Linked DNA regions of Anser cygnoides: region 1 is linked to region 2. The links are chromatin contacts, called in public Hi-C maps. All regions are on one chromosome and are shown on one strand. The core of a region is the stretch at or near the end of the contact, and the rest is flanking DNA. Distances in the headings are between cores, read along the strand shown.

Evidence for each region. A called contact is a pair of places that touch in the nucleus more often than the background predicts.
Region 1: a contact with region 2 is called in a Hi-C map of liver, with 2.6 times the contacts expected there. The contact joins the promoter of KLHL3 here to the enhancer-like site in region 2. A contact is called at or near these places in 3 of 7 Hi-C or Micro-C datasets (fetal liver, granulosa cells and liver).

Annotation. Positions count from the first base shown.
Region 1 is chr14:4,619,209-4,625,908 of Taihu_goose_T2T_genome, reverse strand. KLHL3 (kelch like family member 3) reads left to right here and starts at 1,784. Exons shown (of 15, transcript XM_048057261.2): 1 at 1,784-2,004. The coding sequence starts at 1,991. It overlaps LOC106032789 (a long non-coding RNA gene), which reads right to left and starts at 1,756. Exons shown (of 4, transcript XR_001205047.3): 1 at 1,016-1,756; 2 at 628-782.
Region 2 is chr14:4,582,289-4,588,724 of Taihu_goose_T2T_genome, reverse strand. It overlaps KLHL3 (kelch like family member 3), which reads left to right. Exons shown (of 15, transcript XM_048057261.2): 10 at 293-490; 11 at 1,280-1,381; 12 at 3,027-3,155; 13 at 4,711-4,851; 14 at 5,056-5,199; 15 at 5,382-6,030. The coding sequence ends at 5,410. Among named protein-coding and RNA genes, the nearest start is that of KLHL3, 39 kb to the left of the region's middle. Within about 2 kb of position 1,969, at least 1 of the 3 cell types and tissues checked has open chromatin away from gene starts, as enhancers often do.

The DNA of each region.
Region 1 (6,700 bases), core at 535-3,034, 37 kb before region 2:
TCTTTGTACTTAAAAACAAGCCAAAAATGTTTACATTGTGGTGTTATCCTGGCACGATTATTTTGTGAGGCTACTATAAAGGTAATCTCTGATTACTGGAACATGCATTTTTCCATCGCAGCTGTGACTATTCACTGGTTTGCTCTTTCCTGTTGCTGGGATTTACCTTCCTGTGTTTGCTGTGGGCATTTGTAGAGCACAGTGTTGGCTGGACAAAGCAGGTTTGCTATTTTGGTGCACTCTATGTGCCTCGTACCCTGGGCTGTTGATTGAAGTGTAGATTTTTATAGTGAAAGCATATTATTTTGTTATTAAATAACTGTGTTAATAGAAATAGACAGGTATTTGGCAGCAATTGCAGGACTTGCTCTTGCATTTGAACGTTTTATGACTGTCAAGGGACTTATTCAATGGAAACAAGTTCCAGCCCTCATTTTCTAGATAAATTACTACTATTTTTAGTATTGCTGCCTTTTCTCTGATTTGAACTTGTCTTATAGTTTTGCACGTTGTGCATCAGGACGGTAAGACTGCACGGACACTTGGGAAGTCCTTGAGGATCTAATGTGTTAAACCAATTAGTTTAACAGGATTCTCAAAGGGAAATGCAGGAATCATTCCTTTTACCTGAATCCTGTATGAGGTTTGACTTCATGGCCTTGTATTTCTTCTGTTTGTGGGAGGACTGCCAAATGGTGTTTAAACAGCAGGACTCTCGACTCTCCATCCCCATGCAGCTTTGATAAAGTCCTTTAGCCTCCAGGTGTTTTGGTTTTTCTTATCTGAAGAATGGGAATGATGACCAGTTAAGTTTTTCAACAAGCTTTTTAAATTCTCATGTGGAAGGTGCAATAAAATCTATGAAATCGTTATTGCTGATATATTTTAAAGAATGTATGGAAGTTAGTTTGGTATGAAGAAGGATTGGAGGGGAAATGTAAAAGGGTGGGGTGATAACTATTTACAAAAAAGAAGGGCATCTTGCAATAGAAATCTCTTGGGCACTTCTGCTTACCTCTTTCCACTGCACAAGCACATCTTGTAAATGGAAAAGTAATGAAGAAAGCAATTGTTTCTTGTCTTTATAATTAACCTCTAGGGCCTCATTGTAGCAGAATAAGATTGAGGAAATTATTTTAATAAAATGAAAAAAAAAGTACATGCAAAAGTCCCTCTATTTATACAGATGAAAGTAAGAACAGCAAGTCCGGCTCCGGTCCTTCAGGCTGCACAGCACCTGCAATTTAGAAGGGCCCACATTCCCTCCACAGCAGCAAGCGTTTGGCCTGGTAGATTGTGGACTTCGTAGAAGGCCAAAATCCAGAAGCCTCCCCGTTATCTGGGTTATCATCATCCCTGGCAAAACTGGAAACGATGCGAAGCGGGGCTGCAGTTCATGTAGGAAAGGAGAGGACGGGAAGGAGCGGTTTTGAGGACAGCCTTCCTTGCTTGCCTGTTTCTTCCAGCGAGGGCAGGGAGCAGAGCGCGTCCCCAGAGCACTGCCCAGAGGGCTGCGATCCCTCGGCTGCTCCGCTACCTCCTGTACCAGGCCGCCCACACTCCTGGAACCTCTCCTCCAGCGTGCCAGCACTCCATTTGCACAAGAACCACGTCCGGCTGGGCTGGAGGCTATTCCTGGCCTTACCAGAGCCCCCCCCACGCCGCTACCTCCGTGTGGAACCCAGCGGCGGGCTGAGGGCGGCCTGAGGCCTCCCGGCTCCCCCACCTGCTCCGGGGGCCTGCCCCAGCGCCGGGCCGGGCCGGGCGGAGCTGCGGCCGCCCCCGCCGCTGCTGTTGCCCGGAGACGAGCGGCGAGCGAGCAGGGGGAGGAGGAAGAGGAGGAGGAGAGGAGGAGGAGGGCGGCGCGGGCTGCAGTGGCTGCGGCGGGGCGCGCCGGGGACGCCTCGCTCGGCAGCCGCCCGGAGGACGCGGCCCGGGGCCGCTCGCAGCCATGCCGGGCCCGGGGCGCTGAGCCCGGCCGCGCCGCACCATGGAGGAGGAGAGGTAGGTGCCGCCTCGGGGGGCTGCGGGCTCCAGCGGCGGCCCCGGCCCCGCTGCTCGGGTGGGATCCACCGCACAAGGTGGGGTTCCTTCCCCCCCCCCCCCGGTGGGATCCCCCCTGCGCCGCCCGGGGGATGCTGCAGTGTCACGGTGACGGGCTGCCTCGCCGCGGAGCGGGGCGTTTGTCGGCGAGGTGTGTGCTGGAAGGCAGCAGCGAGGGAAGGCAGGCTGCTCCAGGCGGCGGTTAAAAGAAAAAAAAAAAAAATCAATAATAATAAAATTATCGCTTTTGCACCTGGAGCGCAAGCGGCGCGGGGCTGGCGTGCTGCGGGAGCGGTTCGTACACCTCGCGGAGCGCTGGGCTTGTGGTTGCCTTGTGTGTTGCTTGGACCTCCGGCAGCTGACTTGGGAATTAAATCAGAGGCGTACCCGCAGGTATATGGCGCTTTTTTGGCTAATGAATGAAAGTCTGTAACGCCTGTGAAAGCCTCGGGGGTCGATGTACCTGTGCGTACGTGGAAGACAGCATGAGTGGTAGGGCAGGCAGGAGTGGATCCTGTGCCTTCCTCGCACACTTGCTGGGCCATATGTACTTTATTTCCTGCAAGGTGACGATTTAGCTCCAAGACCTGCGTGCAGAAATGCTCCGAGTCGACCTAATGCCCGCTGAATGCATAAAAGAGATTATTGCTGCTCAGGGACTACAGAGGTGCCGGGGAGGTGGTCAGCACTCGCCGCCTTCTCTGCATGCCTTTTTCCTCCCTGCTGTCTGGGTGCCTTTCCTACACCAGCAGCACACTTGTACAGCTTCAAGCTAAACACTAAGCTGTATCTTTTTTGTATTTTTCTTTTGAACAGGATATGCTGAGCGCTTCCTTTTCAAGTTGTGCTGGTGACCTTGCAGGGGGTGGGGGAACAGAGAGGGGGCTTGACCTGCTGGTAGCACTGATCCTCAGGGCTTGACACAAGTTTTGTTTAAATATGATACATTGGAAAGTTAAACCGGGGTCAGCCCCCAAATTCTGGGTGTTTTCCCTCTGTTGAAGGACAGCACTTGCTGCAGCCTGTCAGAGTTACTTCCCAGGCTCTGAAGGGCAGCTTTCTACCCTTAAGCGACCCCACAGTTGCAATTCTTTGAGTATTTAATGTGCAATGCACCCTTTCACAACTGTCATGTCTCTCTAAATTACACTGTACAGCTTCTATTTCCAGCAAGGGCATGACTAACCAGCTATTGATATTAAATGAAATATTAATGTCCAGATATTAATTTCCAGTGCCTTGAAATCTTACATTGTCATGTTAGATGTTAGGCTATAGAGTGTTTTCCTCTTTTTTCTTTTTCTTTTTTTCCTTTGTCTATGTAAATGAGCCTAGTGTTTGAGGAAGTGGAGAGGAGCTGTTTTGGTACCCCCAGGCTGTGCTCATCCTTGGCGCTGTCACATATTGGGCCCCATATTGCACGGGGCCCTCTTGCTGGGGATTCAGCGGGGAAGAAGTCACCTGGAAAGTGCCTGGGTTGTTTTGCCTCATTCTTTTTTGTTCTAGACTGTCCAGTTTTAGGACATGAAGGATTGATTGCCCCCATTGGCATGCTTTCTGCTTCTGGAAGTGAAGAATGCTTATCCAAATTGCTGTTTTCATTTCTAGTTTTTGGGAAGAGGAAGGAAGCCTGGAGGTGGCCACAGGCAGTAACAAAGTGGGGTTTGACTCCTGGCAAGGAAAGCTGGAAATATTAATTTGCTTTCTCGTTGGAAAGGACATGTTGTATAGAACCGCAGCAAAGCTGCTTTGCCTGCTCTGAACGAGACTTGAGAGGAGGCTTTAGAAAATGACCTTGCTTGATAAGTGCTGTGGTGGTGAGTGGGCTGGCGGCTCTGTGGGAAGGTTCTGCTCCTGTTTTTGTACTTTTGCCTTGCATTTCGACTCAAAAATATGTCATGCAGATTAGGCCTTAAATTTTACACTCTGTGGCTTTTATGACAGCAGAATTCCCCCTGGTTTTTAATTTGCCATTTTTGTAGTTCATGAGGAACACATTACTGGTGCTTGCATCACCTCTGACTCCGGTCCGAAGCCTGCCAGGACTCAAATATCCTGCTAGCTTGCACATCTGAGTTGTTCAGTGGTGTCATGTGCCCATGTCATTGCACAGGGGCAGAAGCAGCCGTGGGCAAGGGGGATTTAACCTGAATGTACACATCTGGCAACAAGTTATCCCAGAATCCTGATTCTTTTTGCTGTGCTGATGGAGCCTTTAATTTTATGGAGAAAATACATAATGGTGTCTGGTTGGGCTTGGTACTCTGAGTCTCTATGTGCAAGATTTTTGAGTTTGGAAAGGAAAAATTATTATTTTTTTTTTACATCTGTGATTTTTAAATATCTCTCTGAGTGGTGGTAGCCTCTTCACAGTATTTTTCTGAGAAATATGGAGAAAGCATATGGTATTCTTGTCATTTGGGTTATTTTTTGTTGCTTCCATTATTGTCAGTGAATACTTTCCTCAGTAGTTCCTGAAGTCTGCTTTTCCCCTGAGGTCTCCTGTCTCCGTTGATATGTACTTCTGGGGGTAAGTTGTGTGCCAATTATGTATTTGTCTAAGTTAATGTCTCCGTGCTGATGTAGGCACTGAAAAAGTTCAACTAAATAGGATAAAAATGCTATTTAAAAATCTTTTCCATTATGCTCTATCTTAAATGTTTTAATAATAATGTTTCTTTGAAATCCTCTTAAAATCCATGCGTTTGAACTCCTTCAGTCACATTTTTTACTGTCTTGGATATACATAAAGAGAAATTCAGAAATTAAGATTTCATAAATATGCTGCTACACTGACCTCCTTTTCTTACTGTGTGTCTGACTCGAGGAATAACACTGTTGGGCATAACGTGTTGGCTCCATGATTTTGGTCATTGATTCTAAAGAATTATCGCAGTAAAGAAATAAAAATACTTCAGGACTAAATTAATGTTTTGGTCCTAATTTATCTTAACGTGGCGTTTAAGCTTTGAAGACTAGTAGCTGCTATTAGGTACCTTTCAAATTTTTCGATCGGAGCTATGCCAGACCTGTCAGAAACTACAAACATCACTGTAAAATGTCAATCTTTAAAGTATCCCGGAAAGAAGTGCCCAAGGCTTTGCAAATTTGCAGCTAACATGCCACTCATCTCAGCACGGAGACACGAAGCGCCCGTGGGGGCGCGGGGCTGACGGGGCCGGCCGTGAGGGCAGCGCTGGGCCTGTGGAGACGAGAGCGGCTCCCGGAGCCCCCCGGTGCTGTGTGGTGGTTTCCTTCTGCTCTGAAGGAAAGCTCCTCTGGAAACTGCCCCTCCTTTAGGGTGAACTTCTGGCTCCCGTAAAGCCTGTCTCAGAACTGATTTTGGCAGAGCCTTGATTTTTTGTTCCCGGGGTTTACCAGCTCTCCACGCGGCAATGATCTTGCAAGGGGACAGTTTAGCTCTAAGGAGGGCTTTTATTCTTTCACATAATCTACAAAGACATCTGTAATTACTGCTGGTAACTAAGGCAACCCAACTTTATAGTTGATGCATGCACGCAGCAGAGCTGCGGGTTATGGGTGTTTAAAATACCTTGCCGTGGGTTGGTATGCGGCCGCGCTCAGGCAGGAGCTGCGGCAAGCCTGCGGGCGGCTTGAGCCAAGCCCTGCTGGTGAGCCTCGGAGAGGAGAAACCGTGGTGGAAATGGGGCTCTATTAACTTGGCTGACATAATCTGGGGCTCTGAAATGGGGGTGCGTTCGTTCGACTCGGGGACGGCGTTGAAAAGCCACACGGGAAGCGGCGGTGGGGTTGGCGCGCTCTGAAAGGACGGGCCTCTTCGCTCATCTGAGGAGAGTCCTGCTGCGTCCCTAACGAGGCTGTTCATCTGGCCCAGGGAAATTAAATCATTTGTCCATTCACTCGGTGCACGGCCTCAGATAGCCCAGGAATAGAACAAATTGCTCCTGGCACCCGGCCTGCCGGTCCCGCTGGGGCGGTAGGACATCAGCTCCTCGAACTGGGGGCGCTGGGGGCAGCGTCCCTGTGCTGGGCTGTGGGATCCCGCACGCCCCGCTCGGTGCCTTTGATCCGAGGACTTTGTTCTCTCCTTGTCTTTGTTCCGTTAATAAAATAACGGAGTAATTCCGAAGCATAACAATTCTCAGCGTAGTGGGAGAAGCCTCAGGTCTGGGTTATGTAATGCATTATTCCGGTCTTTGCAGGGGTAGCTTTTTTTTTTTTTTTGTGGCAGGTTGCATTTGCTTGGAGCATGTAGGTTCTTGCATTTCGATGTTGGAAATGTGTCGGTGATATCTGCGAGTTCGTGCATGGGGGTGTGAGATCTCTCTCCCAGACAAAAATCAGCCTCCATACATTAATGGAGAGAAATTCTATGGAAGCTGACTCAGTTTCAAAAATGAGTTAAAGGCTCTTGGTCGTTTATTTTTTTTAATGTTTCTTACATGAGTCATTTGGAAAGAACTTTAAATAGCATATCTTGATTAAATTTTTTTTTTTTGAAACAAGTTGTTAACCAGATAATCTGCAGTATTTTCTTGTGGTGATCCTTTGGCTCTTTGGTAAAGTGCGAAATTCACCCCTGCTAGTAAATCTGAGAATGTCTTTCAGGATGCTTTTCAAAAAGTTACTTTTCATGCTTTTTAGGAAGAATTGATTGATCTTTTTCAAAAGAAGT
Region 2 (6,436 bases), core at 720-3,219:
TGTGAATGTGGATCACCATTTGGTATCCTCTCTGACTCAGAAAAAACTTTCATTCAGATCTGAAATCCATCTGTGCCTTATGTTGCTGTGTGTTTATGTGCATTTCACTATCCTTATGACACATGTACTTTATCATGCTCGGCTCCAGAGCTCCTAACCTGCAGAAAATGCTCAAGACTTGCACACGTTCTGCTCTTCCCTGCTGTCTTACACACCCTGGCAGACGTCTGATGATACTTGGTTCCTAACATGTTTGTAAAACCTCCATAAAATCCCTCTGCTCTTTTACCAGGTGTTGTATTTATGGCTGGCAATGTTTATGCTGTCGGGGGCTTTAATGGGTCGCTAAGGGTACGCACGGTCGATGTGTATGACGGCGTGAAGGACCAGTGGACCTCCATAGCCAGCATGCAGGAAAGACGAAGCACTTTAGGTGCGGCTGTGCTCAACGATCTCCTGTATGCAGTGGGCGGCTTTGATGGCAGCACAGGTAGGTGACTGAACAGAAACCAGGCAGTGCCTGATCCAAAACAATGTTTTCAGAGTCCCCAGCAAAGTTTGCAGAGCTTTAGTGAGGCTCCAGAGCAATTTCTCTATGGAGAATGAGCCAGAGACTGGGCATATTGTGTTATACCTAACCATATGCTCACTCTGACCCTTCCGTAATTGCAGAATGTCTCACCAAGGCTTTTTTCCTGTAGTGATACGGTTCTTTCAGTCTTGTTCTTTATGTGAACATTCTTACTCTGTTCTTAAAAGAGGGATTTTTCCCAGTTTTAGTTAAAATCTGTGTAACATGAATGAAATGCGAACAAGGCATTTTATGGGGTATGTGCGTCTGGGAGTTAGTTTGGCATAAATGGCATGTTTAGATTCACACCTCTGCTGTAGAGCTTTGCCACTTGGTTTAGCCTTAAACTGACTATCTCAGCTGGTGATGAGTACAATACAACAGGGTCTGGGGTAATTTTTAAACCTTTGTGTGGACATTTTATAATGCTTGAAAGAATGTGACTTTTGGGCTTGGAATCTGGACTCTGCTCCACTTTGGTGTCCCGGGACAGGGTCTATGTGATAACAATTTTTCCAGCTGCTGGAGAAGTGGCGTTAACATGCTGGCCCCAGCCCTAAAGGAAAGGGACTGCAAAATTGGGTTGTAGGAGTGTGGGGGGAATTACAGGCTGGGGAGGAGGTAGAAGGCAGATGAAAGTGCAACACCAATCTTTTTCTCTTCTCTTTTTTTTTAATTAGAAAACCTGTGTATCCCCTTTTTAACTAGGTCTGGCATCAGTTGAGGCCTATAGCTATAAAACCAATGAGTGGTTTTTTGTGGCTCCCATGAACACAAGAAGAAGCAGTGTTGGAGTTGGAGTTGTGGAGGGTAAGAAAATCAGCAGCCATTTCCATCAAGCAAATGTTACTGCGTCACACGGGGGCCTGAATGGTTAAGTGCAATAGGAAGCAACTGCAGGATCTGTTCTTTAAGTTGTCTTCAGTTGGTAAAGATTTATTATATATGACATAATCTTTGTAGCTTTTTCCATTCTTCTTATCTTGGTGAAAAATCGTGTGTAGCTTTCCAAGAACCTCAGGCCTGTATGAGACCAGCCCATGCCTTCTGTGCGTGCCATTAGGTGTGTGCCGGTTTCTTTGAATCTTATTCTTCCTGAGCTGCTGCTGGTTGATAAAAGCAAACTGTTATGCAGTGTACACTGTTGCCATCAGCAGACAGCGTGTGGATAAAGCACCCATTGCAGAAAATCTGCTCAGCAAGAGAACAGGAGCATAGTTCATCCCACAGCCCCAAGCTGGTGGTTTGGCAGGAATACTAAAACCTGTGTTTATTGACATCAGGCTTTCAGGCATGCATGGCATAATTTAGTCGGGTTCGTAAATGACCAGGGACTGACGATAGCAAACGCTGATACTGCGGCAGCCTGGGAATGAGGTAGGCGAGGTGAGTGGGGAGGGCGCTTTGAGGATCGCAGCAGCAGCTGTTGGCACGTATGTGTCAGCACCCAGCTTGAACGAGCTGGAACTGAGCAACTTGGTTTGGATCCAGCAGAAGGAGCAATTTAGATAGGAACCTTTTGCTTCCTTTAGCAAAACCAGTTCTGAAGCAAACGAAACGTTTTGTTTGACCTTATCTTTAGCATGGCATAACAGTTTCCAATTAGTACGGTGTGGAGCAGGCAACAGCACAGGAGGAGCACAGTTGCAAACGTCTGATGATCACAGCCCGAGGAGGCAGTGAGTGGAGCTGTGTGCAAAGTTGGTAGGTGATAAAGGGAGACTAGGAGAGCGTATGAGTCAGGTCTGTGAACAAGGTTTTTGGTGTAGCATCAGTCTTGTTTCGTGTATGGTGTAGTCCCATGACATCTGATTATGCTCTTATATTCTCATGAGGTAGCTGTTGTCCAGGTTTCACTGAGTTGAGTTGCAGGGGGGATAAACATACCGTGCTGTGAAGGTCTCCTGGGATTTCTTCTGTCTTAAGATCACTTGGCACGAGTAAACAGGCTGGCCTCAGCTGTACTAGCAGCATTGGTTTGTTTTGGTTTGGCCCAGAATCTTCAAAATTGGGTCTAGGTTTCCGTGGAGGTATTATATTAAGAAGCTTTTGTGTATTTATTGCTCATGTGATATTGTAATTAATGTACAGTATCGACCTTTGACAGCTCACCTTGCTATGTGGCACCTGAACAGGAGGAAACACTTGATCAGCAGAACGTGCTTTGATATTACCTCTTCTCCAGGGCCAACAAGTCATTTGGAAAACCCTCCGGGCTTTTGGCTTCTAATTAAGCTGCTGTTGTGATGTTTCCTTGACTTAGTTGACAGCTTTTACAGCTTTAAAACCAGGCCCGCCTGTCTGTGAGTCTACCTCAGATCCTTTCAGTAGGGTTTTCCCCAGACATGCCAGCAGGTTTGGGCAGGTCTCCCAGGGCCTCAGCCAGGATCTGTCCTCACTCGAGGCTGTCAGTCATAGCCGTAAAGCTAATAATGTCCATGTCTCTCTCTTCCAGGTAAGCTCTATGCCGTGGGCGGTTACGATGGAGCGTCCCGTCAGTGCCTTAGTACCGTAGAGCAGTACAACCCTGCCACGAACGAATGGACCTACGTAGCTGACATGAGCACTCGGCGCAGTGGTGCAGGTACTGGCTCCAAGATGTGTTCTTAAAAGTGGATAATCGCTGGGCTCTCCTCTGTTCATGGAAAGGAAGGAAAAGTATGCTTCAGTATTGCTGGGTTGGCAAGTGCAACCTGTTATCCACCCCCTTCCATGAGGAGAAGAGCCATAATTGCTTGGAAGCTCTCAGCAGCTCTTCTGACTTCGTTAAAATCTGCCAAATTGAAATTAATTTCTAGATTAATGAAATAATGTTCAGTGTTTCTAAGTAGCTTTTCTAACAGATGCATCTCACTTGTAAGCAGAGAGTTGTCTTTCCAAATTGCCAGCTGCAGGCTTAGCCAGGGACTGGAAAGTCAAGCTGCTCTGCCTTCTCTTTGCTGTTGTTTGGGGGTTGTCAGGTGGATTTTCCTTCTGGATCTTCCCTGATTCTCCTGGTGCAGCACATCTGCACTGGCTGACCTGCAGACCAAGTCAAGGCAACAAAATTAAACTGAAATGGCCCCTGCTAAAACTTTTTTTTGTATCTTTGCTGGCTGGAAAAAAGGATTGGATTGTAGTCTTGATGCCTGTACTGAGATAGACTTCAGTGAGTTTTCTTTGCTCAAAACATTCTGCTCTGAGCACTGCTTTGTGAGCACAACTACGAGTGGCAAGGTTAGTGTTACAAATACTCTTTCTTGCCTGCCAAGTAGCCTTACAATTTGCTTTTCCCAAACTGAAAGATGAGCACATCAAGGCCTGGTTGTGACCCAAGTGCACAGCACTTGCCCCTCCAGCAGGCACCGGGGAGGGGCTGATAATGACACCAAAAGCAATGATTTGAGCTGTCGTACAGCTCGGTGAAGGAAATCCGTGCTCGGAGCTCCTGGCATTGCCGTCCCCATGCTGACATCTAGCGGAGGAGAGGACGAGCGTCCCCAAATCCCGACGGTGGCCCCAGTGCAGGCAGTGCTGGAGGGAATGGCAGCTCCCTCCCGGCAGGGATGGCCACTCTGCCTGTGCCCCTGTCTCACTACACGGGGAGGCTTTTCAGGTGGAGAAGCCTTGGAGTGTTTACTTGATTAGATTAGCTTATGGACTTTTTAAAGTATTAAATTGTTGTTAAAAGCTGAATACAGTCAAATGCCAAGTGGCACAAAGAAGAAGCAAAAGAAGAGCAAAATATAAGAGCGAAAATAGAGCTGCTGGAAATGGCCATCAGACTAAAAGCAAGTTTGCCCCATGGCAGAAAATGTCAGGCAGGTGGAGATGAAGATTGCAGCTCTCTGGAAGGCAAAGGGAAGAGAGAGCAAGTCAGTCTAAAGAAACGAAATAAATGTGGAAGAACGTTGTGAGACTGAGATCTGAGAAGGGGCTCAGCCCTGGAAGACAGGGCATCTTCCAGGATTACTGTACAACCCTGCTGTACCTGCAGCTTGGCAGCTGAGTGGAGAGTTGTTTATGTGCTGGGTGATATTGAGGCACATGTAGTGTTTTGGAAATGCCTTGGAGAGGCTCAGGGAATACCCAGTAGCAGATCCAGGGACTTGCAACCACTTCCTCTATATGCTGGGCTGACGCTGGGCTCTGTTTGGCAGGTGTTGGTGTTCTCAGCGGACTGCTATACGCCACCGGGGGGCACGACGGTCCCCTAGTCAGGAAGAGCGTGGAAGTCTATGATCCAGGAACAAACACTTGGAAGCAAGTAGCAGACATGAATATGTGTAGAAGAAATGCAGGTAACCACAATAAACCTTTCTGCGGGGCTTAGCTGGAGTTGTCTGTGGTTTTTAATGTGACTATTGTGCTATAAGTAATCAATATTGCAAAAAAGTAATAAAAATGGAAGATGAGGTATCTGCTAGGGAATGAATCAAAACATGGCAGGCAATGTTGTGGGGGAGAAGTTAGCCCACGTCTAACTGTCTGCACTCTGCTTTGAGGTGTGTGTGCAGTGAATGGTCTCCTCTACGTGGTGGGAGGAGATGATGGTTCCTGCAACTTGGCCTCGGTGGAGTACTACAACCCCATCACGGACAAGTGGACGCTACTGCCAACCAGCATGAGCACGGGGAGGAGTTACGCAGGTAAACAGGCCGTGGGAGACATGACTGTGGGGCCATTCATAAGCTTGAGGTCTGTGCCTCCTGAAGCTTAAGTATTAAATTTCTGTGTGCTTTGTGTGGCCTAGGTTTTGCAGCATGTTCTTAGCCACATTGCAACCCAGGAGTTGCTCCTATAACTGTGTGTCTGCCACTTCTTAAAACAGGTGTGGCTGTGATTCACAAACCATTGTGACATACAATGAAGCCAGTGCGAGGAGCAGAAGTGAAGTGGATCCAGCTAGGTGGTGTTGGGAACATGACTGAGCTCTGACTTGACCCATCTCATTGCTGTTACAGTCTTCGCATGACAAGTGATACGTTACAAACATCATCTGCTCTGCGGTGGAGTGCTTAGCAAAGTGAAAATCCCTCTGGGGACGTGTTCCATGCTAGACACGAGGTGTTGCTTGTTATATGTGGTGCAATCAACTGTTTTTCTCAATGGCTTGTGTCATGAGATAAAGACTGTGCTTTGAACTGCAGGCACGGAATTTCTTGTGTGAAGCAAAACTGCTACGTTTGGGCATGTGAGTAAAAAATGAACACTTCTGGATTTCTTCACTACTGATGCTCCATTCACATTATTGGTTGAACTATTTGCTCACTGTGCCTGGAGGGTGGACTTTACTACTGACAGTGGAAACTTCTGAGTACCAACTGAGAAAAGCAGTCAGCAGAAACGGACTGGAACAGGGTGCTCTGGCTTGAGTGTGACGCTGTCTCAGTCATATGTTTGTATATGCCACTGGACTACTGTATGTATCCCTGAAATACTTGTCGTATGGTGGAAATAAATACCATGTGATTTTTCTACTTGCCATGAATGATGTTTCCCGTACATGCTGGGACCTCCTGGGCTCTGCCTTCTCTGGGGCTGACGTCTCAGCAACTCCACCACACAAAACATCTCAACCCCAGAAAGTGTGCTGCTCTGACATGGTTTATTGCTCCTGTGAAACAAATACTGCTTGAATAGAAACTATTCCTTACCCCCGTGTTTCCCTAGTGTTGCCAGCTGTGCTGAAAGCCCCAGTTCTAACTCTGTCCAGCATTTCAATGCCATTTCATAATAGAGCATTTATGTGTCAAAAGAAATATCTTGCGGTGCCATTAATGTAGACGCCACATGCAATGAGAACCCTCTGCCTCCCAGGTACTAATTAATGAGCAAGGTAAAGTACCTGCAATGTCTTAATGCTTCCAGAGTATGGAGACCTCA